3 separate regions of the Zea mays genome follow, and all the other regions are linked to region 2. A link is a contact called in public Hi-C data. All regions are on one chromosome and are shown on one strand. Each heading gives the region's core, a stretch centred on a gene start, on an enhancer-like site or on the middle of the called end of the contact. The rest is flanking DNA. Distances are from core to core; before and after follow the strand shown.

Evidence for each region. Hi-C and Micro-C count contacts between places; a contact is called where the count stands out from the background.
Region 1: a contact with region 2 is called in a Hi-C map of ear, with 3 times the contacts expected there. The contact joins the promoter of LOC103634611 here to the promoter of LOC103634612 in region 2. A contact is called at or near these places in 7 of 25 Hi-C or Micro-C datasets (bundle sheath, ear, endosperm and 3 more).
Region 3: a contact with region 2 is called in a Hi-C map of ear, with 2.1 times the contacts expected there. The contact joins the promoter of LOC100280001 here to the promoter of LOC103634612 in region 2. A contact is called at or near these places in 3 of 25 Hi-C or Micro-C datasets (ear, leaf and tassel).

Annotation. Positions count from the first base shown.
Region 1 is chr1:54,622,413-54,625,788 of Zm-B73-REFERENCE-NAM-5.0, forward strand. LOC103634611 (2,3-bisphosphoglycerate-independent phosphoglycerate mutase) reads left to right here and starts at 1,764. Exons shown (of 9, transcript XM_008657076.4): 1 at 1,764-2,134; 2 at 2,194-2,321; 3 at 2,500-2,650; 4 at 2,786-2,989; 5 at 3,078-3,376. The coding sequence starts at 1,961.
Region 2 is chr1:54,813,747-54,817,101 of Zm-B73-REFERENCE-NAM-5.0, forward strand. It overlaps LOC103634612 (Yos1-like protein), which reads left to right and starts at 1,878. Exons shown (of 2, transcript NM_001329111.1): 1 at 1,878-2,187; 2 at 2,851-3,227. The coding sequence starts at 2,853. The coding sequence ends at 3,089.
Region 3 is chr1:54,558,888-54,562,404 of Zm-B73-REFERENCE-NAM-5.0, forward strand. LOC100280001 reads right to left here and starts at 1,666. Exons shown (of 9, transcript NM_001361013.1): 1 at 1,307-1,666; 2 at 1,061-1,089; 3 at 881-940. The coding sequence starts at 1,424.

The sequences.
Region 1 (3,376 bases), core at 514-3,013, 190 kb before region 2:
CAAATCAGTCACAAAAACAAAAAAATCTAGATGAGAAATAAATTTGACGGACAAATCAGCAACATAAACGAAAATATGGATAACAAAAAAAATTAGTGACAAAGACTCTACCGACTGAACTAGACGAGCTTTGTCATTATACATCCGAGCTCGGCGCCATAGATCTTGGCGCCGAGCTCGGTGCCACGTCGGCGCCACGTCGTCTGAATTGAGGCAGCGCAACACGTACCTCGGCGCTATAGCCTATGGCGCCGAGATGTGTTACTTCGGCGCCATAGTCTATGTCGCCGAGCAAAGGGTTCAAAAACAACATTAAAATTTTTTAAGATCTAAACGTGAATTTTTTCCAATAAAAAGACAAAATACAAAAAGTTCGGACCACTCGATGTATTTGTATCGTGGGAGCTACGCTACGCCTACCGGTGGAAAGCCGATCCAGCTGCATGGACGCGCACTGAAAAATCTTGGTTGCGCGCCAGCGAGCGCACACAAATGCATTGCTCCACGTGTGCCGGTGCTGACATGCGTGGAGTAGATTTAAGGCCATGTTTGGTTATTATTGTCATCATCGTCGTTATTATTAGTGTTGTAACGAGAGGATCCTCCGGACAAGTGTAAGCCGTTTTGGCTCTCTCGTGCGTGCCAAGCGAAATCTCGACCACACATATCTTCAGACAAGAGAACCAACACACAGGTTTGAGCGTTATCGTTGTTGTTGTTGTTTTGTGACATCATGTTTTTCATGTTGTGTATGTGATCTCGACATAGTAAATCATATTTTATAGGAGTTATTACTCGCATCCGGCAGTTATTTGGAGTCTAGTAAAAAAAAGAATACAGCAGCGGGTTGCTCGACGGGCTCCACGTACCAGCGTCGCCAGTCGCCACATCGTGTGATCCGGGGCTTCAGGGGCCGATCTGCCGCCGTTTCCTTTCTTCGGGGCCCTGTGCGCAGCCCGTTGGGCTGCTCCTCGAAACGGCTGGACTTTGTTCGGCCAATGCCTTGAAGCGCAAGACCGCGAGCCCACGACGACCAAGCGACCCCACGTCACATCGTGGAAACAGAGTTTGAAATCACGGATCGTAGCCTCGTAGGTGCTAGTGCTACTAGGGCTAGTGCTGGGAATTGGACCGAGTCGGACCAGCCCGGTCCAAGCTCATCGTGCTTCGTGCCAAATGGCTTCAGGCTAACAAAACTCAAAAGATTTTTGAGTCGTGCCGTGTCAGCCCGAAATGTAAAAACAGTGGCACAACCCGGTTCTAAACCACGTTGTGCCTTCTTTACATCGTGCCGGCCCAAGCCCGGCCCGTGTACTTTACCACATAAAATCAAAACATTAAAACCATATAAAATTCATAGCTTACTAAATTAAAGATATTAAACAATTCTAGCATCATTTGACCACATAAACTCTAAATATAACAACAATATAAAGTTGATATCTTACTAAATTAAATAGATTGGGCTTAATTAGGCCGTGCCGGCCCAAGGCGGACGCATCTATGCGAGCCGTGCCGTGAGCCCGATGGGCCAGAAATTGAGGCTCGGCCCAAGCCTACCTTCGGACCGTGCTAGCTCGGTCCAAATTATTTCGTACCAGACCGTGCTTTGGGCTTTTATTTTCAGGCCGTGCTCATGCTGACCCAAAAAGCCCGGCCCATATTTCCAACACTAAGTGCTACTGCTAGGTGGGCAACGCAGCCGCCGAGTACTACAGGAGAACGGATAGCAGTCTCACGAAAAAAGAAAATGAGAGAACGCTCGTTCGTTACACCTGTACAGTGTACATATCATGGGTTAACACCTCGATTCGCGCCGAGAGCCTTCCAGAGCAAAGAAGCCGGCCACCAACAAAACCCGACCCGACGACGACGAGCAAGTAGCTGCCAGAACCCAGCACAGCTCTACCCACCAATTCTGATTCTGGAAGACAGACAGTAGTCGATCGCATCGCATCGCATGGCGACGAGGCCGGCAGCGGAGGAGAAGCCGTGGGAGCTGGCGGCGCACCCGCGGCTGCCCAAGGGCAGGACGGTGGCCGTGGTGGTGCTGGACGGCTGGGGCGAGGCGGCGCCCGACCCCTTCAACTGCATCCACGTCGCCGACACGCCCACGCTCGACGCCCTCAAGAAGGTACGTTACGTTACGTACACGGCCTGGCGTTCGCTGAACTCTGCGCTCACGTGCGGCAGGCAGCTCCGGAGAGATGGAGGCTCATCAAGGCGCACGGGACGGCGGTGGGGCTGCCGACGGACGACGACATGGGGAACAGCGAGGTCGGCCACAATGCGCTCGGAGCGGGACAGATATACGCGCAGGGGTAACTAGATTATACCTCGACTTCGACTAGCTAGCTACCACTCTGCTCCCTTGTTAGACACGTATCATATACGCCATCTGAAAGCCAAACCGAAGCAGAATTAAAAAGCATGGCAAAAAAGAATCACTCGTATTATTAGTGAATGAATTGCCAATGGTCAGCCGGTCACAACATGCAGCGCGAAACTGGTCGATCTGGCGCTGGGTTCCGGGAAGATATACGAGGGCGAAGGTTTCAAGTACATCCAGCAGTCCTTCCAGGACGGCACTCTGCACCTCATCGGCCTGCTCAGCGACGGAGGCGTGCACTCCAGGTTCGACCAGCTGCAGGTCGGTCGTTGAACGCTGCATGCCATCGCTCGTACTCGCAACAGATTTCTGACGGTCGGTCGAGGCAGCTGACCGGCCGGTACTGTGTGTCGCGTGTTTCTTCTTCTTCTCTGTCTTGGCTCGTACGACGTGCAGCTGCTGCTCCAAGGTGCTAGCGAGCGCGGGGCGAAGAGGATACGTGTGCACGTCCTCACGGATGGGCGGGACGTGGCGGACGGCAGCAGCGTCAGGTTCGTGGAGATGCTTGAGGAGGACCTCGCTAGGCTTCGGGAGAAGGGCGTCGATGCGAGAATAGCGTCTGGCGGTGGCAGGATGTATGTGACGATGGACCGTTACGAGGTACGCTGACTACTAACACTGCTACTGTTCGTCAGCCGTACGTTCTGGTTCGGACTCGGAGCACCTACCTGTCGTCGTCTTCCTGCAGAACGACTGGCAGGTCGTGAAGCGAGGCTGGGACGCGCACGTCCTGGGCGAAGCCCCGCACAGGTTCAGGAGCGCGCTCGAGGCCCTGAGGAAGCTGAGGGAGGAGGACCCCAAGAAGGCCAGCGACCAGTACCTGCCCCCCTTCGTCGTAGTCGACGGGAGCGGGGAGCCGGTCGGCCCGGTGCGGGACGGAGACGCCGTGGTGACGTTCAACTTCAGGGCCGACCGGATGGTGATGCTCGCCAAGGCGCTGGAGTACGAGGGCTTCGACAGGTTCGACCGCGTCAGGTTCCCCAGGAC
Region 2 (3,355 bases), core at 628-3,127:
TTAGTTTTATACTCCGATATTTGTATATCTTGTTCTAACCACTAATTAAGGGATCTAGTTGGGGGATAAAGTTTTTATTTTCAGGTTTCGCCTATCCACCCCCCCCCCTCTAGGCGACTTTCAGGCCCAATAACTTTGGAGGTTCTGCCACAATCCCAAAAGCACTCTCGACGGATGGGCTATGAAAGGGTCGATAAGAAAGGGCCTAAGGTTCATGAACCAATTGTGTGACTCGACGCCCCATGCTAGGTCCCTAAGATGGTAAGGGACATAAGGGCAAGTGGGTCCCAAAAACTCAAAATGGCAAAACCTCGGTTGTGTCAGTAGCAGACAATAGAGCGAATTCGACCGCGCATGCCACCTACTTCAGATTGGCTTTGGTACCATGATGGTTGATGATAAAGTCGAGTAAGGTCTCTAATTCTACACTAATGGTGCACTTGGTCAAGTTAAGCTTCCATCGAAGTCTTCACAAATTTGCAAAGGTCACACTCAAGTTTCAATTAGGGACTAAGGAATTAGGGTTTCGATAACCACATCATCCATGTAAACTTACGCATTGTACCTAATTTGAGTACTCAAGCAATCTTGAATAGCACATGTGTCCTAAAGAATATTGTAGTGTGACAATATGCACCAAAAGGTGTAATAAACAAAGTCTTTTATTGATCTTCTTTTTTGAGGGTGATATGCTGGTAGCCTAAGTAGCAATCAACAAAGGAGAGTAGAGCACAACCACAATATTGTGTACAATTTGGTTGATGTGAGGTAGACCGAAGGAATCCTTCACACAATGCCTAGTTTGGTCCATATAGTCGATACACATCTGTCACTCACTAGCATAGGGTTGCGATCCACTCTAGATGATCTCTTTGGTGAACTCTACCGACACTAGCTTTGTGACTATTTCTTAATGATGGTTTTTCTATATCTCAAGCTTGGAATGATTAACCTCCCATAAATTTTTACCAAAGTTTGACCATAAAATTTGCAAATACGAATTAATTACATAAAAATCATAGCTCTAAAGATACAATTAAAACTTTGTACTAAATTATATCATATCATATGTTTACAATTGGACCACTCATATCGAGTCCAACAAAAAAATAATGCTCATTGAATCATGTATGACATAGTTATATATTTATTTACTTTAAACTGTTTAATGGAAATAAACCTAGATAAATCTATAACTCAATCATATATGATCTAATAAGCATATTTTTTACTATAACTCAAATATGCAATGATTAGCCCATCATAAAAAAAATCATCACAATTAGACTAAAGACTAGAGAAACTGCAGCGATAAATCAATGACATAAAAACATAGATATAAAGTTACAATAAAAACTATATACTAAATTATTGCGTAGATCTATTCATATGAAGTCTAACATAATTATATTTTCTATTTTATGATTTTTATTACTATGATTTTTAAAGATTTAGTTAAAATGAACATAAAAATACGAAGGGAATTAGGTAGGGGTCAAGTGTCTGATTTTAAGAGAGAAAGGAGAAGTTATTTATGGTTTTAGAGGTGTTTGAATGCACTAGAGCTAATAGTTAATTGACTAAAAATTTGTTAGTAGAGCTAGCTAACAAATAACTAGCTAACTAGTAGATATTTTTACTAAAAATGGCTAATAGCTGAAATATTAATTAGGGTGTTTAGACGTATGTAGCTAATTTTAGCCACTAACAATTAGCCCCTAGTGCATTCAAACACCCTTATATTTGGTGGAAAAGAAGTGGTTTTTATGATAGTCTAGGGAGGCAAAACAGACCTTTTTCATACCAGAATACCATTTGCAAGCCCATATTGCTAGTGACCGGAGGGCCCTTAATGTGTCGCACGGACCAGTCCTGCCAACAATGGATTGTTTTGGTTTCCACTTGATCGGTGGAGGTGGGCTCGCTTATACCATCCTGATTGCATTGGGCAGGGAACTGGCCCGAGTCGGACATTAGCGAACCTGATGCCGTGACGCGTAGAACCAACCCCACCGTGAAGAAACCTTTACAGGCTGTACGTAGGGCCGTGCCGTCGCCCCTCCTTCCTTCGTCGATCTCTCTCTCGGCGACGACTGGGCGACCGCTGCCTCCTGTTGCCCTGGTCTCCATTGGGCCCTTTGCCAGATTTTCTTTCGCCTCTCCGCCGGCGACGAACACCACCACCAGGTGCGCCCACCCCTTCTTTTCCCTCTCTGCCGCGCGAAACTGAGCACCCAAGCCCTAAGCCTTTTGTATTCGGATCTGATCTAATTACGAAGTTTATACATATATTATACATACCACTAACTTCGATTTTTTCTTACAAAACTTATCGGGTGTACATGTGTACACTCATGTCATTTACTGAGTCTTCCTAGTAGTGGAGCTTGGGCATGAAAGTAGGAGGGGCCAATATGATATGGAATGTAAGGAGAAGGGGTATGTTAGCGTTCCATTATTATCACTTAAAGTGGTGAAACTGTTTTCTAGCTTAGGAGGGGCCATGGCCACTATGATCTTAATTAAGTTCCGCCACTGACATGCTCTTGAACTGAGCACTGAATAATTGATCAGTTATTTCTCAGTGTGAACCATGTATTTTACTTTGAAATTTTATGGATATCACCTCAATTACAATGTCAAGCATGGTTTATGGATATCACCTCAATTACAATGTCAAGCATGGAACATGTGCCGTGTGGAAGCCACACTCTCTGTATCAGTATATCTTCCTGCCTAGTCACCTGTATATTTCAGGGCACTGTTTCCTTTTGCTATATTGTTATGTCTTGGTGGCTTGCGGAGGTAATAATGTGTAAGAAGGAACATTAACTGAGCTGTGATCTGCAGGAATGGGCTTGTGGACGTTGCTGGAGGGTTTTTTGCTTCTTGCAAATGCGTTGGCTATATTGAATGAAGACCGCTTTCTCGCTCCAAGGGGATGGAGCATGTCTGAAGTATCAGGAAATGGGCAAACGAAGTCGTTGAAGGGCCAGATCGTGGGGCTAATCTATGCTACACAATTTCTGAGGATGCCCTTAATAGCACTCAATGTTCTGATCATTGTTGTGAAACTGGTGTCTGGCTGAGGCTCATTATCTAGTTTTCACTGTTGTGTTGGATTGATATCTGTTCCAGCATGATGTAAAAGTTAGTAATACTCAAAGCTGCTGGAAATATGTTCATTTTTTACTCTAATGTGAATTTCTGTTATTTCTTCTGGTAAATTAATTCTGGTCAGAAAATGGCTCTAAACATTTATACTATCAAAGCATTGTGCAATGGTGTTATCAATTTATTCGAAATATTTCTTATGTAGTTTGTGAGGACATCTTTTCTTGGTTTTACTTCTGAA
Region 3 (3,517 bases), core at 416-2,915, 260 kb before region 2:
GAAGCGGATATATCAAATGTATATTTCTGTGGGATGGTTTCTAGCGGTTGGATTTAGTGAACAAATTTGTTTTTTGTGAACATTCAATTGTACAACTTGGCTCTAATAGCCAACAAACATAATAATTGATGAATTCCCAATGATTTCTTGAAGCTCGTTGAATTCCATGTTTTTCAACTAAAATGTGCTCACCTCCAGTAAAAACCAAAAACCAATAAGCTACAGAGAACTTTCTGGTTTTCTTTTTCCCACCACTTATTTGAGAGTTATGCACAATTAAACAACAACCAATTGGATGTAAATACATAACCCTGAACCACATTTTTTTAAATGGTATACGCAATGGCTCAACACTGCTGACAACCAATACGATGGCACTATGTTAAGAAGTGGAGAAAAAATGGAACAATAATTGCACAAGTGACCCCGCACTCAATGCAATTAGTTTCTAAGCTGTGTTGTCAGAATTTTCTGAGCTGTAGAGGTGCTAAGTAATATGAAGAACAGAATGTTGCCCTACAATAGTTGCACAAGTGACCCCGCACTCAATGCAGTTCAAAGCTAAAATTTGAAGTCCTTTCTCTGAAAATTTAGTCAAGGTTAGGATAGTTTGACTAAGAACAATCCTAGAACATCGTTTTTTGGACTGAAGGACAATCTGCTGGTGCTAGACTGCTAGTAGGCCTCTCTAATTATGAGTTTATGACTAGTGTTGGCAAAAGGGAGCAAATAAGAACAACAGCTAAAAACAGATACAAGCGGAAGAACAAATACAATCCTACGGCACATGATCATGTCTACAACCACCAAGCTACTGACAGATGCATGGTTTAAAAAGCTAATCACTGACAACACTAACACAAGCACTGTCGCGCCTTACTTCATTTACAGAGCCACCATTTTCAAATACCACACGATCGAACGAAGGCAAGTCAATCTCCTGCATTAAACACAAACAAGGCAAACACAAAGTAACACATCCATGCATATTTTCTTTGAAACGTCATAAAAATAAACGAAAATTTGCATACAGTATTTTAAGAGAAAAAAATGCAGGTACCTGCTGAGGGCGCTCATCTGTCACATATACTGCACAACAAAAGACGGTCGAGCTAATCAGAAATCGAACCGACGAAAAATCCCAATAAACAAGAGCGCAACAACAAAATTGCTAAAACGACACGCTACACAGGGAACAAAGCTCCGAGGAACAGATCCGTGTGGCACGGCACTGATCCGATCTGCGCCGAAGCCTGCATTCCCCCCAAATCAGGGGGTCATGACGGGGACACAACAGAGGACTCACCGGCGGGGAAGCGGTTGAAGAGGAAGGCGATCGGCACGAGCAGCGAACAGAACACGAGCGCCAGCACCGCCAGCCGCGGGCCCCTCCGCCGCTTCGCCGGCGGCGCCGTCGCCTTCATGGGCTACGCCTCCTCCTCCTCCCGGCACCAGCAGTGCCGCCGCCTAATCCCCACCACTAATGCCGCCTCCTCCTCTCCTTCTAGCGGTCGTACATACCGCCAACGCCACCGCCACGGCGCGGGGCAGCAGCGCGGGCGGACGAATGCCTCCCGATTCGAGCAATGGCGCGGGCGGGCCCCAGGCGGGCGGCTCCGGTGGATTCGATCGGGGCCGCGGCGTCGGGTGCTCGAATTGGTTAGTGTGCGCGAGAAGCAAGGGGAGAGCGTCGAACGGTGGAGGGGAGATTGGAGACGGAGGGGAAGGCAAGGGACGAGTGTGTGTGTGCGGGCTTGTGAATGAAGGAATAATAAAACGTTTTTCCGGAATGCGTCTCTTTTCTTTTCGCTTTAGCAAATTTATCACTTACTACTGTTTTTTTTTATTTGGTTCAGCTTTCACCCATTTTCACGCATTTGGATTTGCTCTTTGCTGGTTATTCACTTACCGCTGCAGACTCAAATTAAAATTTAAGATCATCGATAGTGGGGTCAACACGGATATCCTGCGGTAGCTCCTCTAATAAAGTGTGATAAGCGTTTATAGCATGAGAACATATTTGGGTCATATAAGACTATAGTGCATATAGATGGTATATAATTAACAAAGTTCACAATTTTTTTAAAAAAACCATACATATTCTTTCCACCTTTCCACCGTACTCCAATTATATATAAAATTTCAAATTTCAAATTGTTATATTTTAGCTGTAGTAAAAAAGAACATTTTAGCCGATTTTCTAATTTAATTTAAACTTGTTAGAAATTTTACCTTTTTATTAAATTTTATGTAATATAAATTGAACTTGAAATTTTGTATATAATTAGAGTAGAGTGGAAAGAATATGTACGTTTTTATTTTTTAAAAAAACTTTGTTAGTTTGTACAACCTATGTAGGGTTGAAAACGGACGGAAAAATCCCGTCTCGACCCGTACCGTTTTCTACATTTGACACAACCGTTTCCGTATTTAAGGAAAAATATGGAAACGAGACAGCAACGGGAGAGGGCTTATTCTGTCCGTTTTTGCGGGATCCCCTTTTTTTCCAGATTTAACCTGTATTTGTTCCGTATTTGACAAATATGGGACGAGCCTAATATGTATTAGTAACTAAATCCTCGTGTATTTAGGTGACAAATTATAGCACATTGGCCATTGTAACCACCGGCTCTTTTCAAATGACAAGTGATCTAAAGTCTTAAACAACATCGGATGTAGCTAAATATACACATTTAGCAACCAAACAACAATAGAATGTTGCCTCTCTATATCTATTTGTTTTATGTTATTGTTCTGCCAATCAATCACTAGTCAAACATCAATAACATTTTTATTTGTATTAAATTATGAGTTTTCGATAGTATTTCCATTTCCGTTCGTTTTCGCAATTCCGTTTATCCCGCTCCCGTTTCCATTGCCGACTATTCGGATCTGATCCCATTTCCGATGATAAAATGCGGATATGGAAACGGGAGAGGGGTTTTTCCGTCCGTTTTCATCCCTAAACCTATGTGCATCAAAAGCTTATTTACATCGGATTCTTTATTTGATTTTATTGATATATTTCATTTCCTAATGTATGTGTGGGTTAAGAAACATATATTATATAAGGACATAACATCAATTACGAACATATATTTCATTTCCTAATGTATGTGTGGCAGCGTCCTGCAGTTGAAACGGTCCAATGACGTCGTAACGTGCGGTCACGACGTTCTCCTCCCCCTCGTCCTCAACGTCGTCGTCACGGTTACCGTCGTCGTCGTCATCGTCCACGTCTGCAAACGTATCCAGCGTCGAACGCGAGGAGCTCTGTGCAGCTGCGGAAGATCCAGCTACGGGCGCGGGAATTTCAACGGGCGGCTGCAAAGGAGGCACAGAAAGCTACACGTTAACTCCTGCGAGGAACCTGCACCCACAACAAGTCGCAGCACAACGAAGACGATGTGACATCCTTGTAATTGAAAGGTTAGTTAGACACATAGTTTAAAACATACAAATAAACGAATTCGCTTTGCTTCTAAACGTTCATACTCACTGAGAGTAAAGAAAGCAT